Linked DNA regions of Sus scrofa: region 1 is linked to region 2. Evidence: chromatin contacts called from public Hi-C data. All regions are on one chromosome and are shown on one strand. The core of a region is the stretch at or near the end of the contact, and the rest is flanking DNA. Distances in the headings are between cores, read along the strand shown.

Region 1 (5,879 bases), core at 2,996-5,495, 140 kb after region 2:
TCAAAAACAGCAGGAGTCAGCTTTTGAAGTTTGCGTCAAAGGCCTAATACATGTTAGTGATAACAAAAAAAAACACCAGAACTGTATATCGAGCTTGCACATTCCACTCTATTCTTCTAATTTTGGATAATCAACCAGAGAAATTTTGTTTCTCCATATGTGTTAATCATTTTCATTTCTGCTTAAAAAAAATATAGCCCTACCTCCTATGTGTATATCGACTTATATGACTCAAAGATGTGAGACAGTGAGATGCCCTTCCCTTCCCAAAGAAAGAACATTTATTTAATTTCTATTGTGTATAAGATCACATGTATATTACTTAATGAATCCTTACAACTATCCTAATGAGGTAGCTATTATTATTACTTTTTTTTTTACAGATGGATACACTGAGGCTCAAATGAAACGAGTTGTCCACATTCACATGGCTGAAAAACGACAGTGACAGGATTTGAATCCACATTTGCCCCTAGAACCTGTAAGCCCTCTTTTTATACCATGCTGTCTCCAAATAAACCAAACCTGAAAGCAGGACCAAAAAAAAATGTGCTTATTGTTCTTACATCAAGTAGCCTGTAAGTTCCTTAAAAGTGTTAACTATCAAGTTTCCAAACTAAAATATTTAAGTAAGTAGTTATTACTATTGTGGCTTATAATGACTCACATTGGGATTTTACAGAATAAATACTGTATATTTGAGAAGATTAAGGCACAAAAAAAGATTGTTCTACAGAGTGAACAGAGGCTGACATTTGTTTAAAAACATCTACAAAAAGCATAGGGTTTTGTTTGCTTGTGAGTACCTACTAGGTACTAGAAACCATAGTAACTGACAGTCTCGGAGAAATACGACACAGCCAAGCCCTCAAGGGCTTAGCTCAGTGGGGAGAGTACGTAATAAATATAATAATGTGCAAGAACATTGTTCAGGTTCTAGACAGAAGATATTATGAAGCAAGTCACATATCAGCAGCAGGCAAACCAAGTGTGACCCACGATTATGTCTTCTTTAACTTTGTGGTGTTTTAGGAATATAAATCAAGGGTTAACTAACAGTTAAAACATTTTACCTCAAAATCCACATTTGTGGCTGTCCCCCAAAATGAAAAGTCTAATGACACTGAGCTCTGGTTCCCATTTGTTCACCATCAACTCGAGCCCTAGCAGCTGCTGTCACCAAGGGTGGTGTGTATATTTGTATATAAGGACCCATGTTTCTTTAAACTAACAACTTTCAGGAAAGCTACCTATAGGTATTTTTTTTACCAGGAGTACATCTGATGTAGTATTTCACCTTGGTAACACTGCTTATGTGACCCTAGACAGATAAAGTCACATGGTGACATTTAAGGTGGCACACTCAAAAATGATCAGGGCAGAACTGACAGGAGCAGAAAGGATGGAGGTACCTAGTGTGTGTGTGGGTGCAGGTGGAAAGAAGTGATGGGAAGGTAAGAGAGAGAGGCGATAAAACTGTATCTGACCTCCCTCCCTCTCTCCTTCCATCTCTCCCTATGCATACACTCCGCAAGACGTCTCCAAAGCTCATGCTCTCCTGCCGTGGCTCACAGTCTGGATTAAGGACAAAGGCAACCACGAGTGCTTGAGACGGCTCTGACCCCAGACTTGGCAGGGCACCGCACAGCTGCCTCAGTGGGGGTTAAGTGAATCAACTGTACCTTACATGCCTGGATCAAGACAGGGTACAAAATACAGTGGACCTCCTGCTGCAGGCAGATAGGAAGGTGACTGGCAAATCCTCAAGACAGAGTAAATGAATCTTTCATGTAAAAGCATACATCAATGGATGCCCTGACATGTTCATCTCTCATCCTCAAGCCTACTGTGAGGAGGCAATGTTTGCATCTCTGTGGGACATTAGTATTTCAATATATTTGGACTAAGTTAATATAAACCTCTACTGATAAATGTCTTGAAAGATGGTCTATATTATCTATTGAGAGAGTATATGTATGCTTCGATGCAGGTCTAAATGGCTTTCAAAGTCAATACAAACTAAACTGAGGCTCTGTATGCAAAAGGCAAGCAGTGTCAAATAAAACCTCACTATCTGGCCCTAAAGCACACCCACAGCTCTCCCCTTTCTAATCTGTGAATTATTTACCTTGTCAAAAATCTCAAGGAGAAGTTCCCCCTGTGGCACAACATGATCAGGGGTGGCTCTGCAGCATCAGGATCCCTGGCCTGGGAGGGACTATGTGCTAAAGGATCGGGTGTTGCGTTGCTGATGCTGTGGTAAATAATGCAACAACAACTGGGATCTGATCCCTGGCCCAGGAACTCCATATGCCATGAGGCGGACAAAAAAGAAAAAAAAAATTTTTTTTTAAAGAAAAGAAACCTCATGAAGAGGAGACAGAGTGGGCCAATGCGGGACTTAAAAGAAGAAAACAGTTATTTCTAAGGTACCTACCCTATGTCTGGTTGTAGTAAATGTGTTAACACAGTAACTAATTTAATCTCCTATAATTAAATGTGAGCCACCTGAGGGGACTTTGTCCCTTTATTCCCCCCTCTACTGGCAGAACAATCCCTGCCACATAAGAGGTGCCTGTTCTGGCTATCATATATTGGTCCTCAGCACCAATCCTTAACCCACCCTCTCCCATGCTCTCAGGCTGGAAGCCTGAGAACCATATTCCCAGAATCTCTTGTTAGCACGATTAGAGTCTCAATTGTTCTAATCAGAGTAACATGCATGAGTTTTGGGATGTGGAAGGGTGGTAGTGCAGGATTCTGCAATGCTATAGCTTCTTAGTTTCTTAATTTAGCTGCTGTAGTTTCCTTAGATTCTACAATTCGATGTCAGCCTCCAGCTTCAGGGCTGCAAAAAATCTATGGCTCAGGCAATGCTTTCCTGAAATTTCCCAGTTTGGATGTATCTGGCCTCACCCTCACTATCATTCCTCCAATCCTTCCAACAGTTTCTAAGCACATTAATATCACGAATTACATCCTTTATGCTTAAAATACGCAAGGCGGAGTCTGTTTTCCTGATTTAATGTTCCATAAAATTCGTAATGATTAAGTGAAGACCAACTCAACGGGCAGCAATATCCCTAATTGCAGAACTGAGGCTTCGAGAGATGAAATCATTTAAGATTACACAGCAACTATTAAGTGTCAGAGCTGAGAGGTGAGCCCCGGACAGCTTGATGCCAAAGTGCTTTTGCTTTTTCCACTTAGACAGACACCGCCCTCAGTAGGTATAACATTCAGGTTGCTGCCAAAATCTTCTCTCAAAGGTTAAGAGCTGTTGTTTTCACTGTTCCTCCTGCTATTGCACCACTGCAGCCAGAAACCTCCCTATAAAGTGGAAAGGTACAGTAATTCCCAAGACAAGCTGGCTATTAAATACGTATGAGACCCAGAAGGATACCCTCTTAGAAATGTATATTGTATTTACATTATCAATGCAGATACTCTATGCGTGGCACAAAACAGAAGCTCACAAAGTACTAACTGAGGGAGTGAATAAATGAAGGAAAGTTCACTGGTTTTGCTTAGCCAGACGCTCCTTTGCAGATCCTGTGCTCTGAGTCAGGTGTCACCTGGATCATAAACCACTTGTGGGCTGGTAATTCCATTAACCTTCATGCCTGGATCCCTCCTACTCTTCAGCTAGAGAACAATACCTCCCAGGCTGTTGATTTTCTTTGAGAAACCTCAGTTGTCAGGAGCATTGTAATTCTAAGGCAGACAGAGATGAGAATCTATCCCCACTTTCCAAACGAAAGATCCAAATGGAAAACTGAGGCAATGAAAACTATTAACCTGTTTCTGCTGTAATGTAGTAGAAAAAGTACTGCGTTTAGAACCAAACAGATCTGGGTTCTCATACTGATTCCTGCCGCTTACTAGACGTCAAATCTTGGGCAAGCTGTTTCTGTGACCTCAGTATTTTCATCTACATAATGACAGTAGTGAGATCTCTAGAGCTATCAGAAGGAAGAACTATTATAGACAGAGAGCACCTAGCATAGCATATGGCCCACGAGACAGCTTCAGTGAGTAAACACAGTATCGCCGTCATTAATACTGAGAAAGGGTCTGCAGACCGGTCCATGTTAGCCCACAAGGCTCTCCAGTCCCAAACTGGCAACGCTGATGTGGAGGAACGCTTAAAATATGTTTTTCACACTTACAAGTGTACTACCTAGAGAGGTTATGTAACAGCAAAGAATTGAATGTCCGCACATTATAACTTTTGGAGGTTTCATGGTCTCTGGTGCCTTCGGGTGGGGAAGAGTGGGAACAGCTGGCACAGAGTGGGTGGACCAGATCGTCACACCTCACTTTCCCTTAAGATGAGATCCAAGATTAGACTCACTAGAAGATTCTGGGGGTGGACAGGTAGAATTGGGTGCCTTTGCATGCCAAAAGGTAGTAGTTAAAGCTGTAGGAATGAATGAGGTCATGGGTAGTTTGGGATTAAATGAGGGAAGACCAAATCACACCTGACCTCAGAAAACTCCCAGGTACCAGTCTCTAGCCTGGTGCTGGCACAGAGCAGATTCTCAATGAAGTTTTGTTGAAGTAGTAAATAAATATCAGATTGGAAAGTATATTGATCTTCTTTAAAATTCCTGTGTCCCTCACTTCTCATGATCTCACTCAACTATCTTTGAAAAGCTAACTGAAGAATGTATATGTCCTGAATATTCTGAGTCTTTCAGTTTGAAAAGGTTTTCTGAAAGCACTGACATCTATTAATCATTTACCGAAACCCGGCAGGCATTGTGAGTTTTCCCATCCTACATACATTGCCTAAGTTCCAACTAGACTTCGAGGACAGAAAACATGGCTTTTTTGCACAGCTGGAAATTTCTCAGTGTCCAGCAGGGTGCTGGGCCACTAAGCTCTCAATAATTAGGGACTTAATGCTTGATTAATCAACTAGTTTTCAAACCATTGTCAGAGAAGGAAGAAATAAAAGGAATTCTTTGGAACCTTAGAAGTATTGAAAAATAAAATACGTGCACATAAATGCCACTCAGCTTGGAGAAGAAAAGACTTAAGGAACCAGAAAGAGCACACGGAGCCACTGGTAAAAGCAGAAGCGGGGTGTGAAGGAGAATTTGCACGGAAGAGGCTGGCAGAGTTGGTTCTAAGAGAGAAAAGACGGGCTCCTCTTCATTCCTCAATGTTCCTGGGTTACCTTTGTGCGTCCAGTACTGTGCTAGGCAATCCAGATACAACAACAGATGAGGCACAGTTTCTGCTTTGACGGACTTTATGTTGTAGAAATAAAACAAGGATACAGCTACAACATAGCACACAGCTTGGAGCAAAGAAAACTACAAACTGGGGGTACTCTTGCTAAAGATTAGATTCCTGGGTGCTCTATCTCTGCCAAGGATGATCTAAGGGATGTGACAGATATTGTGATCTGGGGGTTAAACAAACTTGAAAAAAGAGAGATCAGAGAGAATTTCAAGACTAAAGGGTTTGCCATTTCCTTTTATCATTTCAAATGCATGTGTTGTTTACACTACAATCATAAAAACCCAAACCACTGCATTCTAGAAGACAAAAGAAACCCAGATCTGGCATGCCTTTGTTCAACCATTAGGTAAATTGCCTTAAAGAAAATACTCTCTATTGCCCTTGTGGCAGTTCTCTGGATGTTTTTTGAGAATGAGGAGTGCACTGCTATAGAAAGAGGGGGATGGAGTTCTCTGTCACCTGTGTAGATCTTAGGAGTGAAAAAAACAAGGAGAGGGCATACACAGGGGCGCATGTGTTGGGAGACAAGTCAAGCACTCTTACATTCCACTGGGATTTTTCTCAGGCTCCTGCCCAGCTTGATCCACCACCTCCCCCATGATTTTTATAAACATTTATGTGTCAGATTG
Region 2 (5,624 bases), core at 1,917-4,416:
AAAAAACCCCCCAAACTTTCATTCCTAACTTTACTCATTTTCATGATATCCTCATCAATGGGACACACTGAAATGATTTTTAAAGTCTCAGGTATTAGATAGAAAAAAGGGGTCTGAATAATTGAATGGATCCAGTGTTGATTAACACTGCAAATTTCTTGATTTCTAATAGGTTAATGTTTTTTTCCCCCCTTTCCTCTCTCCCTCCCTTTCCTCTGATTGCTATTTGCTACAACCTAAATGTTCTTGTCAAAGCCTAGAGGGCTAAGCCTACAAGATATAGCTGTCAGCATACAACTGGCTACAAGCAAGTAGAGCAGGAAAAGCTCTACCTGATCAGTGTTGGACAGAAAGAATGCCTTTCAGGAGCCAGAGGAGCCAACATGTGTTTACAGGGAGCTGAGAATCAGACCAAGGTGCAAGAGGAGGTGACCTGGGCTTCTAGTTTGACTTGGGTAAGTCATCTCACGTCTCTGGGCCTGTCTCTCCAGATATAGAACAAAGGTGCTCTGTCCAGCCAGTCGCTGAGGCTTCTGTCTTGTCCATCATCCACAAAATTTGAAACCTCACTCAAGTTCAAGTTAAATCATTTTCTTCCCTTCTATTTTAGCATTCTCTAAATGCACTGATAATTGAGAGGGTTCTTAATTATTCCTGTTTTTTTTTCTCTCTCTAAAATCTGCAGTTTGACACAATAGCAGATACCATCCTAACCCAAGTGAAATCTCATTTTAATTATATTTTATGATCCTTACTTGAGCCCTCACGAAGTTGTCAGGTTTATTCTTTGACGATTCTTGTTCTTTCCCTCCTCATCACCGAAATTCACTCAGTTTTCTGACTGCCTTGCTGATGTTAGTTTCATCTTTTATCTTCAGCCTAACTCTGTAAGGACTAGGATCTTATATAAGTTTTCTTTTGCATTTCCACAGTGCCCCAGAGCGATGTGTGGAACAAAACTGTTAACACAGACTTGCTAATCGTAATAGCACATCCCCCCTAATACTTGTTAAATGCTTACCCACTGGGGAGGCATTTTTCTAGGTGACTTACATGCGTTAGCCATTCTAAATGTGTTCCACATATCATCAGTTTCTATTTGGTGGCTACAAGTTTTGTCTACATTTTACATGTAAGGAAACTGAGGCACAGAGCAGGTGGTTACATGCTCAGGGTTTACACAACTGTGAGTCAGGAGCCAGGTTTCGTACCCACGCAGTGGGCTCCAAAGTTGAGCTCTTCACCACTAGGCAATGCTGCCTTTCTCTGATTGCTTGCCAAGATCCAAGCATGCATTCCAACCTGCTTGCAGCATAGAGGCACTTTAACCATTGCTGAGAACTTCTCCAGGCAAATTACTTTCTGTGGGACTTTATGCTTTATTTTTGGAACATAACCTTTCTTACTTTATTCTTTTCAAATGGTTCATGCAATTAGATTTCTGTGATGGGTCCCCTAGGGTCAGTGATAACAATGAATGCTTTCCACTATTATGTAGTAAGATGCTCATCTGCCCTTCCTCAAATTCATTTCCTCATTCCCAGGAGTGCCAGTTTTTTCACAACTTCCCCATGGGCTCTTTTCCTCTTCGGCAATCCCTGGGGGCAGTCTTCCCTGGCTGATTCTGCACACCTACCCTGAAGGTGATGTGCTGCCATGAGGCCAGCAGGGAAGTGGTAAGTGATTTCCCCTTACCTGTGTGAGGTAAAGACCCTCACTCAAATCAACAGAAAGTAACAGAATGCTGTCTTTCCCTGTTTCCACCACTGTCTGTCCAAGCACTTCTGAAGTTATTCATCTCTCATGAACCTTTCTTGAGAGAAGGCTTTCCTAACTACTCCAGGTCCCTTCCTCCTAGGCAGCTGCATCCACTTATCATGCACCAAATATACGCTTATCATGTATAAGCCAGGTGCTGTGCGAGGAACTGGAACTGTAGTAAACTCTCAAGGACCTCTTATTTCTGTGACAGAGAGAGATTCTTAAGTTACAAATACAATATGACAGTGTGTGTAGGGTACTGGAAAGGCATCAGGAAGGCAGAGTAAGCTCTGCTGTGGAGGGGAGCAAGAAGTGAAACGTGAACTAGATACTGAAGGATAATTATCATTCACCAAGTGAAACGGGGTTATCTATTCCACCAGCAAAAGGAATGAGGCAGAGTGTTGACTATTCCCTGGTAGCTCAAGTGTGTCTTTTCTCCAATTAGAATATAAACTCATTGACGGTAATAACGGCAAATAAGATTTATTGAGCTCTTCTCTGTGCCCAGGTCAGTACACATCTTATTAAACATTTGTACTAATTATCTCATTGAATCCGCCCCACAATTACATCTCACACACACACACACACACACATTTTGTCTATTCTATTACACATACACAAATGAGAAAACTGAGGCTTAGAGAGGTAACATCATTTGCCTAGCTGGGAAGTGACAAAATCTGGATTCAAACTGAGCTCTCTCAGACACCAGAGCCAACATTTCGATACTAGTTTGCTTCCTGCTTGCACTTTTCCAGGGCTGAGTACAGAGCAGTTGCAGAAGCAGTGTTGGCTGAGGCAAGAACTGGCTGATTGCTAGTCCTCTGCGGCAGGGAGATCTGAACTATGTCCTATCGCAGACAGGAGGGGAGGGACCAAGGACTTTGTTTCACAGTCTAGTTTGTTCAAATGGAGGCATATAATGCCACAGGGCGAGGCCAGACTCACTAGAGACACCAGGTATTTGTTCAGTGAGGAGTAGCACCGGGAAGAGATAAGAGCCCAGTCTTATCTCTGGGCGTCAGACAGGCCCAGATACACCACTTCTCTGCTAGACACATTTTCTTTCTGAGAGTCTTCTTGGCTGGAATGTTTGATTCAATTCACTAGCCTATGCGGCCTTGGGGCAAATTATTGAATCTTTCTAGGATTTATTTGCCTTATCTGTACTATGAATTTAATTATAATCCCTAGTTCCCAACCACCATCATCATCACCACCAATGGTAACATGTGAGGCTCAGAGAGGTAACTTGCTTTGCTTATGGGCTTACTGTCCAGTGGCAGACAACAGGCAGATAGTCCGGATATACCCACTACGGAAACTCAGAGGAGAGAATCCTGGCCCTGGCCCCTCCTATCCCTACGAGCTTAGGAAAGTCACTTTGCCTCCCTGAGCATCTGCTTCCTCTTCTGTCAATCAGGGAGATAAATGAGATGACCTCAAAGGTCCTTTATGCTGTGAAGATGTTTCCTCTTCCTCCCGCCACCTGTTCCCTCCTTTTCTTCCATCCTTCAACTAGGAGAGGTGCTCAGCTTCATCCTCTTGGATGATGACTGAGTTTTAGGAACTGATGGTGCAGCCTTTGTCTCCCACTCTCTGATGTCACCTCCAGACCCTGAGCACGAGGTCACTGGCAGCATTCAGGTCTCAGGGGTGATTGTGGGCAGACCAACAAATAAAGTACAATACTAAATAGTATTCTTTGTAAAGTTGTGCCTGGTTGAGTAATTCTCACTTTATGCTTGAATGGAAGGAGGGGTAACTCACAAATGGAGGCAAATGCCTTACAGCTGAGACTGCTGGCCCTCAGCCCATAGCCCCATTTTAGTAGGACGAGCCACAGGGATTAGGACTCTCACTGGAAGTTTGGTCATGTGGCAGGAGAGTGGAGAGGTGGTCTGTGTCGCATTTCTGTCTAGCTCACACCGCAACGTCCATCCACACATTTCCTTTAAGGTGCATTTCCCACTTTTCTAAGACAAGCAGAGCTCATCAGAGTCATAGATCACAGTTCTGATGTGAGTGGCCTAAGGGTTTCTCAATGGTTCTATCTTTGGAGAGAGAAAAATCGAAAATCACTTGCGAAACTTTGAACAGCAGATGATAAAAATATAGATTTTTCACTTAGCTTGGATTTGAATTCCTCTAAGGTTTTAGAATGCAGAGATAAAAACCATGAAAATCCACACACACACCCCAAGGGAATAAAAACATCTTCAAAACCCCCAGCACTTCCTTTTAAGTATAGTATCTTCCTCTCTGCCCTTCTCTCACTCCTTTTCTCTCTCTCTCTTTCTCTCTCTCTCTCTCTCTCTCACACACACACACACACACACACACACACACACACCTTTCCTATTCATGTTTAAGTCACAGCCCAGCAGGTTCATTGTTATTTCTGTGCTAGACACTAGGGACCGCTGAGTGAGTCTGTTTGTTTAATGCCAAAGAGAACACTTTTCATACGTGGGGAGGAATTTTTTCCCCCAAGCATCCACCAGCAAGTCTGCCACCATCCTTAATCCCCTCCTTGTGCATTTTGGGGTCATTTTGCCCCATTCCTTCTGCTACTACCCTGGTTCAACGGGAGGGATCTTAGTGCTGTTCATGCAACAATTATGTTCCATTTATGAGAAAACACACTTGCATCACTTAGCATAGTACCTAGGAAATAGCATCTAAATAAACAATTATTACTCTTAATCCACTCTCAGCCCTCATTTCAGGAGTTGAAGAGTGCATTTTCTAGTAGAGGATACTACATTTGACAGCAATATCCATTACTGGAAGATTCCCAAGGAATGGCATACTACTGCCTCTATCATAGCCTATTGTAGTTGTGGATGCAACCAGGCATGTGTGGGCTTAGCCATGGTAAGTGTGCAATAAATCATAATTCTTTTTATTCCACAAGCATTTGCTGTTTTTGCCAAACATTATATTTAGGGCTCCAAGGGCAAAAGTGTCTGGTGCAAATCAGAAAATGGCACCCCCTGCAAAAGCTCTTTCTCTCAGGCAGGCTCTTGCTGAATGGTATGTGGAATGAGTTTCACCCCCCCTGCCCCCCAAATGTGTGTCCCTTGGCAACAATGTGGCTATAATAAATACTAGGGACACAAAATGAGGGGCTCACAGTTTAAGCAAATAGTTACCACACTGGTAGAGTCCTAATGATGGAGGTATTTATGTCAAGCTGGGAGGGCAACAAAAGAGAGCACAGCTGCTAGAGAGGCTGGAGAAGGCTCAGGTGCATTGTTTAAGCTGGGATTTAAAGACTGAGTAGGAGCTACAGCAAAACTCAGTTCGGGCAGATGGAAGTTCTGCCCATTGGGGGCGCAAGACTACCTCTTTTCCCCTCCACCCTTCCCCAGTCCTGTGGGACAAAGGAATGTGAGAAGCTTTAAGGATGGAATGGAGTTCTTAGCGGAGGGTGGAACTCAGAGAAGGGGCAAGAAAGACAGTTAAGAGGCAGCGCTGGCCTGCACTGGAATCTTTCTGTTCTACATGATACAATTAATCTATTGAAGAAATAACTGAGGAGTTTCCGTTGTGGCTCAGTGGCTAATGAATCTGACTAGGAACGATGAGGTTGCGGGTTCGATCCCTGCCCTTGCTCAGTGGGTTAACGATCTGGCGTTGCCGTGAGCTGTGGTGTAGGTCGCAGATGTGGCTTGGATCCCGCATCGCTGTGGCTCTGATGTAGGCTGGTGGCTACAGCTCCGATTCAACTCCTAGCCTGGGAACCTCCACATGCCATGGGAGCGGCCCTAGAAATGGCAAAAAGACAAAAAAAAAAAAAAAAAAAAAAAAAAGAAATAACTGAGCACTTGAGTGAGCAGTATACATTTTCCTGT

Evidence for each region. A called contact is a pair of places that touch in the nucleus more often than the background predicts.
Region 1: a contact with region 2 is called in a Hi-C map of liver, with 6 times the contacts expected there. The contact joins two enhancer-like sites. A contact is called at or near these places in 4 of 47 Hi-C or Micro-C datasets (liver and skeletal muscle).

Annotation. Positions count from the first base shown.
Region 1 is chr9:17,767,551-17,773,429 of Sscrofa11.1, forward strand. The region is part of intron 17 of DLG2 (disks large homolog 2); the gene reads right to left. Among named protein-coding and RNA genes, the nearest start is that of CCDC90B, 320 kb to the left of the region's middle. Within about 2 kb of position 4,246, at least 3 of the 83 cell types and tissues checked have an H3K27ac peak or open chromatin away from gene starts, as enhancers often do. A contact at or near this core is called in liver, where this site is marked.
Region 2 is chr9:17,624,470-17,630,093 of Sscrofa11.1, forward strand. The region is part of intron 20 of DLG2 (disks large homolog 2); the gene reads right to left. Among named protein-coding and RNA genes, the nearest start is that of CCDC90B, 180 kb to the left of the region's middle. Within about 2 kb of position 3,167, at least 15 of the 83 cell types and tissues checked have an H3K27ac peak or open chromatin away from gene starts, as enhancers often do. A contact at or near this core is called in liver, where this site is marked.